Regions from separate parts of the Salvelinus alpinus genome. Here region 1 is linked to region 2. Evidence: chromatin contacts called from public Hi-C data. All regions are on one chromosome and are shown on one strand. Each heading gives the region's core, a stretch centred on a gene start, on an enhancer-like site or on the middle of the called end of the contact. The rest is flanking DNA. Distances are from core to core; before and after follow the strand shown.

Region 1 (6,066 bases), core at 3,184-5,683, 150 kb after region 2:
CAGCACTGCCTCCAAGCTTGCCATGTATCCGTGACTCTGACCACAAACTGACAAAGGAGCAAAAAGAGGACGCCACCGAGTCCTCCCTTGCCACAGAGATCGCTGTAGACACATCTATTGTCCAGGGAGAGGACCTGTTGGGTGATAAAAGCCCTACTCCAAGGCTGACTCCAAGCTTGTCACACATTTTGGACAATGACCATAAGCAGCCAGAGGAGACGATAGAGGGCGCCCCTGAGTGCTCAGTTTCCACAGAAGCATCAGTTGTTAATAGAGAGGATACATCGGCAGCTACACGTCTTCCCTCAGTGCTGCCTTCAAGTCTGCCACTTGTCTTTGACAATGACTATAAACTGCCAGAGGAGGCAGTAGAGGACACGTGTCCAGTTGCCAGTGAAGCAGCCGCTTCCGTGTCCACTGTCCTCCAAGAGGAGGTTTCGGCTGATATAAGTCCTCCTGCACCCGCAGTACTGCCTCTAAGGCTGTCCTGCACCCACAGCATTGACAACAAACAGCTATGGGAGACAGTTGAGGACAACACAGAGTGCTCAGTCGACATAGAGGCAACTGACGTCATTTACACTTGGAGTGAAAAAAGTCCTTCAGTTCTGCCATGCCTTCACCACAACAACGACCACCAACTGCCAGAGGAGACAGTTGAGGACAACACAGAGTGCTCAGTTGACACAGAGGCAAGTGCAGTTGCATCCACTGTCAAGAGAGAGGAACTGACAAGTGATAAAAGCCCTGTCCTAGCACTTCCTCCAAGCCTGGCATGCATCCATGACAAGGACCACAAGGAGGCAGAGCAGAAAGTGAAGGGCACTAGTGAAGAGGTGGATCTCTGCCCTCACACTCACCAGCTGGTCCCAGATGTTAACTTAACTCTGGTAACACACAATGATGAACCCAGGACCTGGACGCTGGAAGAGGCAAAGGTAGGTGTCCTATTTTACACTACAATTTTACAGGGTTGGGGTCAGTTCCATTTCAATGCAAAGCATTGAAGAGATTTGGAATTTTAGAGTTCTTCTTGAATTGACTGGAATTGACCCCAACCTTGCTGCTCTTTGCTCATAATATGAGCCATCACCCCTCACTAGGGTTAACATTTGTATCACGTTTAGTATGGACACAGGAAGAACATCTATGGGTATTGTAAAATATAATGGGGATACAAAAAAACAAAGGACCTTAATTACTGTCCTCCAAATTGTGTGCCCCATGAGGCCATCATTGTATGTTGATCACTCAAATGTGTATTGAATGTGCCACATTGGAACAATATTACATCTAGAGTCAATGTCTTCCTGTCAGGATTATTGGACAGATATTGAACTTGAGAGTGAAGAGAGGAGCGTCAAGGAGGAGGTGAGACCGAGGGAGGGATGGAAGCGTAAGGCGGACTGTGCCCATTCCAAGAGCTCCAATGGGATGTTTTCATCAGAGAGAGCAGAGACCATCCTGGGAAGAGTGGGCTTTCTGGTCAGGTACCACATGCAGAAAATCCCGTTTTTGAAGAATACGAAACTGAATAAGAAGTTGAAAGATGATGAGAAAGAGAGAAAGGGGATGAAAAACAAGGAGCAGGAGAAAATACAGAGGGAGAAGAAAGAGAGAAATGAAAGAGAGAAACAGCAGAAGAAAGTCATGAAGGCTGAGGAAAAGAGGGAGAAGTTAGAACAGAAAAAGAGAGAGAAGGAAAGAAAATAGGAGGAAAGGGCAGAGAAAAAGAGGTTAGAGGGGCTGATGAAGATACATAATGACATGATGAAAGACAGGATTAAGAAAGAGAAGAAGTGTTCTGAGGAGCTGAAAAAGAGAGAGAAAGCTCAAGCTGAGTTCCTGGAGATGGAGAGAAAGATTCAAGAAAAGGAGGAGAAGAAGAGAGAAAAGATGAGGAAAGAGGAGAGGAAGAGACTGGAGAAGAAGAAAAAGAGCCAGCTGGAGGTGGAACTGAGAGGGTGATAGAAGAGAAGGGAAAGGATGAAAGCTTGAAGATGGATGAGCATACTGGGTAATAGAGAGAGGGAGCAGGGAGGGATACTGTATTTTTCCATGCAATGAAAAAAGGAATAAAAAAATTAAATTGAAAAGGTTTACACTCTGTTTGACTTTTGTCAAGGCATACTGTATAACACAGTATAAACACACAATGTTTACTTTTCACAAATATGGGGAGTGTTGCACTGTTAAAATGTTGAATTCCAAATCGACCCGATGGAGCGGAGCTGTGCATAGATGAGGAGGGAGGAAAGGGAGGGGGAGTGGATGGAGGGTAGAGCGGAATATGATAGAGAGGAATATGATAGAGAGGAATATGATAGAGGGAATATGATAGAGAGGAATATGATAGAGTGGGATATGATAGAGAGGAATATGATAGAGGGGAATATGATAGAGGGAATATGATAGAGAGGAATATGATAGAGAGGGATATGATAGAGAGGAATATGATAGAGGGGAATATGATGGAGAGGAATATGATAAAGGGGAATATGATAGAGGGAATATGATAGAGAGGATTATGATAGAGGGGAATATGATAGAGAGGAATATGAAAGAGGGGAATATGATAGAGGTTAATATGATAGAGAGGAATATGATGGAGAGGAATATGATAAAGGGGGATATGATAGAGGGGAATATGATGGAGAGGAATATGATATAGAATGAATGGAGGAATGTCTGATGCTCTTGAGCAAGAAAAGGTCTCTGATTGGCTTGATCAACATGGATAAGAATATTTTCAAACATGTTTTTAACAATAGGCACTGTTGGCAGGTTCTATAGTCAGCTGATATTGATTTCCTTAATTAATAATTTATTGAACTAGAATGCAAGAATTCAGCGACACAGCCAACAGCATCTACCCCCAAGCCATAAGACTCCTGAAACGCTAATCAATGGGCTACCCAGACCCCTCTTTAACTCTGCTGCTACTCTCTGTCTATTATCTATGCATAGCTACGTTAACTCTACCAACATGTACATATTACCTCAAGTATCTCGACTAACCTGTGCCCCCGCACTTTGACTCTGTACCGGTGCCCACTGTATATAACCTCGCTATTGTTATTTTTCTGCTGCTGATGAATTATTTGTTACTTTTATTTAAACATTTTTACTTAACAGTTTTTTTTCTTAAAACATCTTAAAGCATTGTTGGTTAAGGTCTTGTAAGTAAGCATTTCACTGTAAGGTCTACTACACCTGTTGTATTCGGCGCATGTGACAAATAACATTTGATTTGATTTAACCTACTCTTCAATCAAGTGTTTTAGGCCTAGATAATTACACATCCAACACATCTTATTTCTCTACCAGCATGCGTACCGTAAAGATCCCTCGACTGCAAGGCATACTGTATAACACAGTATAAACACTAAGCACTCCTACATCTTGAAAGTATTGGATAGGTGTACAGGGAGATATAGGTGTAATGTGGCCAACATAGCCTATCAGAGGGAATGGTAAAGCCATTACCAGTGCTTATACATTTGGGATGGTAGAGAAAATTCTAAAACAAATCTCATAATCTCTCATCCATAGTCAAATGAACTACTGTCGTCTGGGGTAATGTAGATAGCTACACGCCTGAAAATACCCATCTCCACTAATAGGGCAATAATTAAGAAATGTAAAACACCTGGAGCTGTGATGAACCTTCCTGGAAGAGGACGCAAGTGTATTTTGCCCCCACGCACAGTGAGAAGGATGGTTCAAGTGGCTACAAAAATCTCCAAGGATCACAGTTGGAGAATTGCAGAAGTTGGTTACATCTTGGGGTCATCAAGTCTCCAAAACTACAATTAGACAAGTTATTTGGAAGGGTTGCCAGAAGAAAGCCTCTGCTGTCACCAAACCACAAACGTAAGCAGCTGGAGCTGGCTAAATGTCATTGGAACTATGATTGGAACCAGTTTCTATGATCTGATGAGACTAAAATTGAGATTTTTGCCAACAAACACCAGAGGTGGGTTTGGCGTAAAAAGTGCCATGGCCATGCAGAAAGTAACCTAATCCACACTCTTTTACTTCCAAAGGCCATGGGAACCTTGTTAGGTTACATGGCATCATGGACTCCATCAAGGACCAGAAGATTTTAGGTCAAAAGGAGTGAGCTGAACATTAACATTATGGGAGGTATGCAACCCAACCTTGTCTGCCTAGGGGGACTCATTTATTATCAAATTCAGAAAATGAACTGCTGATAAAATAAAAGCTTGCCTTTGTTATGATTTGTTTTGTTATACCCAGATATCATTCATAGAACAGTGGCCATTGAAATGTTATATAATAAAACAAAATATTATTCTAACGTTTTAGGAGCGTTTTTATCAGACAAACTTTTATTGTGCTTTTACTTTATTAAAACCCGGAAATACCCTTTTTGTGTTGCACCTCCTCAGAACTGTGTTTTCAGCAAAACGGTCCTGACCTCCCACTTGTTCTTACGTACTAGGTTCCTAGCTAGCTGTCCTGGATGTAAACAATTGATTGACCACAACAATCTTGACGTTGTAGTTTAATCTGCCCTTGAACTTTGTGACAGATAGCTATATTTGCGACATTATACGACATTAATAGAGACACTTGCATCCAACAACGTTCCCAGATTGGTTGGTAGCAAACGTTATACGAAGTAACGTTAGCTAGCTATAGCCACATCTTGTATTTTTCAGTGGTTGACGTATAACGTTAGTTGCTAACTAGTTAGCTAATAATAGCCCATGTCATAACAAGTCTGATCTAAAGTTGCAGTGCTGTTGCTTTCAAGGAAAACGTCGTTCATCTAATGAGAATGGTGCACATTCTAAGAAGCTAAGAAAAGCACAAACACGACAGGTACAGTATGTTTTTATTTAACCTTTAATGAACTAGGAAAGTCAGTTAAGAACAAATTCTTATTTACAATGACGGCCTACACCGGCCAAACCCGGACGACGCTGGGCCGATTGTGCGCCGCCCTATGGGACTCCCAATCACGGCCGGTTGTGATACAGCCTGGATTCGCCTGGATTCGAACCAGGGTGTCTGTAGTGACGCCTCACGCACTGAGATGCAGTGCCTAAGAAAAGCACCACTTGGGTTAACAAGGGGAAGCATGGCATTGTTGCATGGCACTAGCTTACTGTTGTGTGTGTGTGTGTGTGTTTAAACCATTAGATTGTGGTTAGATTTACAAAATTAGATTGTGTAGTTATATTATTGGTTTTAGTTATGCAGGAATAATTTGTCAAATTTAAATTAAAGTCAGTGCATGTAAAACATCCACATAATACACTTTGCAATATAACTAAGTATCCCTCCCCATCCACTCTAGGCATCCGCTCTCGTCCCAGCCATGGCTGGTCTCCTCCACAGAAGGTTGCGTCTGAGAACTGCTCTTAGGTGGATGAGTCCCCTCAGCACTGCCTCACCTCCAGCCGTAGTCAGAACTTTACCCCCAGGTTTCAGCAGCAGCCTGCTCCAGACACCCAGGCCTGGGTCTTGTGGCGTCTGCTGTCGGGAGCTCCATGCTGGGGAAGAGAGACCCACCCCGTCACCCACGGCTGCCCCAGAGAGGAGGCCTTTCTCCAGGGTAACTCCAGAGGACCTGGCCTTCTTCAGCAAGATAATACCAGGCAGGACCATCACTGACCCAGATATACTGGAGGCCTGTAATGTGGACTGGCTCAAGTCAGTGAGAGGTGAGAAAAAAAGAGAGGGGGAGGGAGAGAGCGAGCGAGAGAAACAAATAGTAAAAACAAATATGAAAATGTATGCACTCACTACTTTAAGTCACTGTGGATAAGAGTGTCTGCTAAATAACTAAAATGTAGGAAGATCGGTCAGAGGAGGGAGATTGTGGAGGAAAGAGCTTGCTATCTTTGTCTCCTCTGTAGGGTTGTTAGGAACTGTTTATGTACTTGTTATTGTTGTATTGAGTCGATGTGTTGATCTTCTCTCTCTGTCTGTGTAGGTTTCAGTGAGGTTCTGCTGAGGCCCCAGACTACAGAGGAAGTTTCTCAGATCCTTGGGTATTATTCTCCAGTCTTCTACTTCATGAAGCCAGGTTTCCTC
Region 2 (6,720 bases), core at 2,196-4,695:
ACTTCGGTCGCCAGCTGTACAGTGTTTCCTCTGACACATTGGTGCGGCTGGATTCCGGGTTAAGCGAGCAGTGTGTCAAGAAGCAGTGAGGCTTGGTGGGGTCGTGTTTAGGAGGACGCATGACTCTCGACCTTTGCCTCTTCCGAGTCCATACGGAGTTGCAGTGATGGGACAAGACTAACTACCAATTGGATTCATCACGAAATTGGGGAGAAAAAGTACAACAAAATTTAAAATAAATGCCAGATTTCTTGAGTTCTATTTTGAGGAAGTGTACACTGGCTACAATGTCTCAAAATGCACAAAGTACTATTACTGTTTTTTTCTCATTTTTCAAGCAAAGGTCTTTTAAAGGAGTATGTATGCAAGCACACTAGTTCGGCTAAGCGCCTCCCGAACTGAAGCATGCTGACGCCTTAAGCAGGAAATCACCTCGGTGTATACGAAGTCATTTCGATATTGCAGTTTCTGCCATAAAGCTTCTGTTAAAGCCTCCATAGCTCACCTGTCTGTGTGTTAGAGCCTGCAGGAGTTACTGTGGTATCAGGTTTAGGGACAGAGGTCGCTGGTTTCTTTCTTACCACCAGTGATCCCAGTGCCCCTCCACCTCCCAGCCCCCCCACACTTCTCTCCCAGCTCTCCACCTTGGCCTTCTTCACCCCCCCCACTGACAGGCCCTGCAGAAACAACACACAGGACATAAGTAGGCATGTTGGTTAACATGTATTGTGAGGCCTGTGTGTGTGTTTGGTCTGTGTGTGTTACCTGTGTGTCAGTGAGTCTGTCTGTGGTGAGGATGTCAGTAGGTCTGTCTGTGCTGGGTTTCTTTGGTCTGCTGCTGCTCTCGCTCTCCTGGTCTGAGTCAGAGTCAGAGTCTCTTAACCTCTTCACTAGAGCTCTCTCTAGCATCTCCCTGTAACACATACATAACCATTTTGTTATTTTGCTTTTCTTGCACTATTTCAAAAAAGAAATTGCTTAACAATTTCCCTCATCATCATCCCTCTGTCTGTACTCACCGTGTCTCCCTCTCGTCCTCCTCCCCCTGTCTGTACTTACCGTGTCTCCCTCTCGTCCTCCTCCTTCTCCCTCTCGTCCTCCTCCTTCTCCCTCTCGTCCTCCTCCTTCTCGTCCTCCTCCTTCTCCCTCTGTCTGTACTCACCGTGTCTCCCTCTCGTCGTCCTCCTTCTCCCTCTCTCTGTCTGTACTCACCGTGTCTCCCTCTCGTCCTCCTCCCCCTGTCTGTACTTACCGTGTCTCCCTCTCGTCCTCCTCCTTCTCCCTCTCGTCCTCCTCCTTCTCCCTCTCTCTGTCTGTACTCACCGTGTCTCCCTCTCGTCCTCCTCCCCCTGTCTGTACTCACCGTGTCTCCCTCTCGTCGTCCTCCTCCTCCCTCTCTCTGTCTGTACTCACCGCGTCTCCCTCTCGTCCTCCTCCTTCTCCTGCTCTTTGGTCCTCTGCTCCAGCTCTTTGTATGTTCCCAGCATTCCTTCAAAGTCCACCGAAGCCTGCCTCTGGTTCAACTCCTTGAGCTCCTGAAGATTCTCCAGAACCTCCATCTCCATCTTAGAGTCCCGCGTACGGTTCTCCAACACCTAGAACAGAACATCATCAGCACGGCTCTTCAACACAACATCGTTACGGTTCTCCAGAAACCTGGTAGAGAACATATCATCAGTCTGTCAGGTTCTCCAGCACTGTTTCTCTAGATATACCTTCATAGGGTTGTTCAACTCTTCCTCCTCTCTGTCCTTAGTTATCTTCTTCTCTTCCTCCTCTAGAAGTTTCTCCGCCTGGAAGTTCCTTGTGGCTCCGTGTTCCATGGCATAGTCTGTGTTCTCCGGATCAGTCTGCAGACAACACACACTGGGTGAGTACACACACTGTTCTAAGACGTAGTTTGTGTTTTATGACTCAGTTTACAGACACACGTGCAGAAACAAATTTACCTTAAAGGTGATCTCGGCCAGGCATCGTGTACACTTGATGTAGAAGCGGAAGATGGGCAGTCCCATGTAGAGCTCATTCATCACAGTCTCCTTACGGGCGTTGAACTTCTTCCCCTTGTAAATGTACTCCCCACAAGTCTTACACCTGCAAGGCACACACGCAGGGACAGGGTCAGAGCACACACACGCAGGGACAGGGTCAGAGCACACACACGCAGGGACAGAGCACACACACACGCAGGGACAGGGTCAGAGCACACACACACGCAGGGACAGGGTCAGAGCACACACACACGCAGGGACAGGGTCAGAGCACACACACACGCAGGGACAGGGTCAGAGCACACACACACGCAGGGACAGGGTCAGAGCACACACACGCAGGGACAGGGTCAGAGCACACACACGCAGGGACAGGGTCAGAGCACACACACGCAGGGACAGGGTCAGAGCACACACACGCAGGGACAGGGTCAGAGCGCGCGCACACACACACGCAGGGACAGGGTCAGAGCACACACACACACACGGACAGAGCACACACACACGCGGGGACAGGGTCAGAGCACACACACACGCAGGGACAGGGTCAGAGCACACACACACGCAGGGACAGAGCACACACACGCAGGGACAGAGCACACACACGCAGGGACAGAGCACACACACGCATTCATTCACTCACACCTCATGGTACCTGTTTCTGGGCAGGGTTGTAGAGTGTTGACATACCTCATGTTGAAGGGAGCCATCAGCCGGACCACATACTGCCTGTCTTTAGGGAGCTTGAGTTTGGGTATTTTAGCCGGGTCGAAATCTGGCGGGTAGTATTTCTACAGGAGAACGAACACAGTCAGCAGTGTAATTTAACTACGAAATATCTGATTCACATTGCCTTTATCAGTCAGTAGCTACAACAACGAGAGGAAAACATACAAGAATTAGACAAACACAATTCACATAAAGAGATGACAACATTCAACGTTTACAGCAAGAGCCTGCTCTATATCAGTATATCCTCATAAGGAACGATAGACAGGAAACATAGTTAGTTAGTTACAATGAGTACGACTACTAGCTACATAGCTAGCTAAGCGTATTGAGCTAGCTACTACTATTGTGCTACTACTATTGTGTAACATTGAAGCAAAAAGTGTTTGCTTCAATGGCCAAGCCTGATTAGCAACACGCAGCTTGCTAGCAAACATTGCATTCGCTAAACAACTGCCCGTTTTCAGCGAATTGAGAATAAATCAAGACATAGTAAATAAGAATTGTACTTACGTTTAAAACTTTTCTTTCTGACATTCTTAATTGGAAATAAAACCTAACTTTAGCGACGAAATGGAAGGATAAACTGTGATAATGTTAGCTAAAGAGATCGCTAGCCTGCTGTAATGCGATGTTTGAGAAAAGCAGAAAATCCTTTCCGCTTCCGGGGTAGGTCCAGCCTTCATAATAAAAGTCGCTCATGTAGAAAAACACGCATTTAATATTACTCAATCTATAAATATTGTTTAATGATTTATATTTTAATTTAAAATGTGTCCATGAACGTGGGGTTGAGTCCCTACTACGTTATCTACGGAATAGAGTGTCAACATGGATCTGCATCACAGCAATATTATAAATTATGGATTACATTTGCCATCATAAGAGAGAGGATTTCAGAATGACATCCATTAATAAGAAAAACGTAATAAAATATTTTTGTGAACTGAGGGAACGGGAATAGAACCTGAGTTGCTGGCGTGAAAGGCAATCACGCTACTGCATTTTTCCAACAGGGTTAACCTACTTGGTGGGAATTGTAAGGTGGCTCTATTAGCGAGGATTGCGACAATATAAATGTTGTTTATAGCGTGAATAAAAACAGACCTGAAGATCTTTTAAATGGCTCATTGTGATAAGGCTTTTATTTCATACAGGATACCTGAAAGCTATTGAGCAACTGAAACATTTGCCAGCGTGTTTTTTTTTACAGCAATACAATTCATTTCCTGTATTTAACATCATATGCTTGGTCAATTTTATTTACATGTTTTTATTTAAACTTTAAGTAGGCAAGTCAGTTTTGAACAAATTATTATTTACAATGACAGCCTACACTGGCCAAACCCGGGACTCCCAATCACGGCCAGTTGTGATACAGCCTGGAATCGAACCAAATAAATAAAATTGACCAAGCATATGATGTTAAATACAGGAAATGAATTGTATTGCTGTAAAAAAAAAACACTCAAGCATGAGATGCAGGGCCTTAGACCACTGCGCCACTCGGGAGCCCGAAAGAGCACACTGTGATTCAAGCATTATCCACAGACTATGCATCCATATGATTTCACCCGTGTGTGCAATACTGTACGGTCAGTCAAATGATCCTTACAGTTAAAACATTTTCTCTACTTGCTGTGACAACCTTTAATATGTCTCCCCAGAGCTGCTGTCTGTCTGAAGCATTTGCCACAGTCATTACAGCAAAATGATTTCTTCCCTTTGTGTATCATGGTATGCATTATCAAGCCTGTCCTATAAGGAAAACATTTGTCAGTCTCTGCACTGATATGATTTCTCCCCTGTGTGAGATCTCATGTGCACGGTCAAATTTCCCATCTTGTTGAATCACTTGCCACATTCTTTACAACTGTCAGATTTCTCCCGTGGGAGATATTGTATGGAGGGTCAAGTTTTCCTTACGGTTGAAACATTGGCCACAGTCTTTACAGTGATAAGGATTTTCTCCTGAGTGTAGCTTTGTATGTCTGATTAAGTAAACCTTTGTGCTGAAACATTTGCCACAGTCTTTAAACCGATAAATTTTCGCTGCATGTAATTTCTTATGTCTAGTAAATTCTGCCTTCTTGTTGAAGCATTTGCCACAGTCTTTACACTGATAAGACTTCTCCTCTCTAGACCCGTGTGTACTTTTTATATGCATGGTCAAGTTTCCTTTGTTGCCAAACCATTTGCTACAGTCTTTGCACCAATAAGATTTCTCCCCTGTGTGAGATCTTGCATGGCCAATTTAAGATTCCTTTGTTATTGAAACATTTGCCACAGTCTTCGCAGCGAAACGATTTTTCCCTTGTGTGTATCCTCATATGATTAGTCAAGCCTATATTATTGTAGAAGCCTCTACCACAGTCTTTACATCGACATGGTTTCTCCCTTGCAGAACAGTCTGGATTTATTGACAGGCTGTGAGTCACTAGTTGGTTCTGGTACTCTGTAGCCCTCTCCATCAGCTTCTGTTTTGATCTCTTCAGTTGTGATGATAGGTAGAGTGTCCATCTCTCTGTACTCCACAGTTTGGGTTTGGTCAAGATGTGAGGGCTGGGGTGGGTCCGCCTGATCCAAGTCACTATTTACACAGGGAGGATAGAATATAGAGTCTTTGGTATCAAACTCCAGCTGTGAAGCCAGACCCCCGTGAATGTGACCTTGCAAGCCGTTCCAGGGAAGCTGTTAGTGAAGTGGGCCCCTCCCCCTTCCTGGTCTGACCACACCCTCTTCCCCCTGAAGTACCAAGTCAGATACCACTGGGACAACAAGGATACCCCACATGAGATCACTGTGAGTGCAGACTCTTATAATGTGTCTGTGTGTGTGTGTGTGTGTGACACTGTCTTTCTCTCCTTTTCTCACGCTCTCTCTCTCCTCCCCCCTCTCACTCTCGATCTCTCTGGCTCCCTTTCTCTCTCTCCTTCTCTCTGTAGTTCGATCCGTTTGAGGACACCAAGAAAGTTCTACCAGGCCTGTCTCCTGGGAGGTCTTATCTAGTTCAGGTGTGTTCCATGGAACTGATGGGGCTGGGACAGAGCAGTGACTGGAGCCTACCTATCACTGTCACTATGCCTGCACACTGAACAACCACATGTACACACTGAGATAACACACACACACACACACACACACACACACACAAACACACACACACACACACACACACACACACACACACACACACACACACACACACACACACACACACACACACACACACACACACACACACATACACATACACACACACACAGCGATCCCACACATAGATCAACACAGGTCACACCCATAGATCCACAACTTGGCTTAACAATGATAATAAAAACACTCTATTTGTGACGCACTTTTCCAACATTGTGCTAAATATGCTCATTAAAACAACACAGTGGTATTTAACTCAGAACTGACTCCAGCATTTCCACAAACACAAACAATAAAAATCAGTCGGAAACAACCACCACCAGAGGAGTAATGAACTCCGAGTGTCTGATGCCCAGGGAGAAGGCAGGAGGTCTGGGGAGGTGGAGCAGGACCTTCTCCGGGCTGTGGGTCCCTGGCCCAGGCTTCTGAGACTGATCGTTGGGCCGGGTGGTCCGGCTCTGAATCAAAATTAAAATCACATCCAACTTTATTTTAAGGGAAACATCCCAATACTCTAGTTTAGAGGAAGATATATGCAAGAAAATACTATACAAAATATTCAATTGTAAATAAATAAATAGCTAAAAAGCTAATTACATTTTTTATTTATTTTTATTTATTTAACCTTTATTTAACCAGGTAGGCAAATTGAGAACACGTTCTCATTTACAATTGCGACCTGGCCAAGATAAAGCAAAGCAGTTCGACACATACAACAACACATAGTTACACATGGAGTAAAACAAACATATAGTCAATAATACAGTGAAAAAATAAGTCTATATACAATGTGAGCAAGTGAGGTGAGATAAGGGAGGTGAAGGCAAACAAATATATGTATAAATAA

The links. Hi-C and Micro-C count contacts between places; a contact is called where the count stands out from the background.
Region 1: a Hi-C map of red muscle shows a contact between it and region 2, with 7 times the contacts expected there. The contact joins the promoter of d2hgdh here to the promoter of yju2 in region 2. A contact is called at or near these places in 2 of 3 Hi-C or Micro-C datasets (muscle and red muscle).

Annotation. Positions count from the first base shown.
Region 1 is chr38:1,241,409-1,247,474 of SLU_Salpinus.1, forward strand. d2hgdh (D-2-hydroxyglutarate dehydrogenase) reads left to right here and starts at 4,434. Exons shown (of 10, transcript XM_071387090.1): 1 at 4,434-4,848; 2 at 5,327-5,693; 3 at 5,966-6,023. The coding sequence starts at 5,348. LOC139566196 (a long non-coding RNA gene) reads left to right here and starts at 3,662. Exons shown (of 2, transcript XR_011673069.1): 1 at 3,662-3,873; 2 at 4,047-4,241.
Region 2 is chr38:1,088,335-1,095,054 of SLU_Salpinus.1, forward strand. It overlaps yju2 (YJU2 splicing factor homolog), which reads right to left and starts at 3,446. Exons shown (of 8, transcript XM_071387304.1): 1 at 3,234-3,446; 2 at 2,682-2,782; 3 at 1,950-2,094; 4 at 1,716-1,850; 5 at 1,414-1,595; 6 at 766-913; 7 at 506-677. The coding sequence starts at 3,257. It overlaps ebi3 (Epstein-Barr virus induced 3), which reads left to right and starts at 5,107. Exons shown (of 3, transcript XM_071387262.1): 1 at 5,107-5,160; 2 at 5,373-5,522; 3 at 5,666-5,837. The coding sequence starts at 5,107. The coding sequence ends at 5,815. It overlaps odf3l2a (outer dense fiber of sperm tails 3-like 2a), which reads right to left. Exons shown (of 6, transcript XM_071387495.1): 6 at 6,046-6,331. The coding sequence ends at 6,173.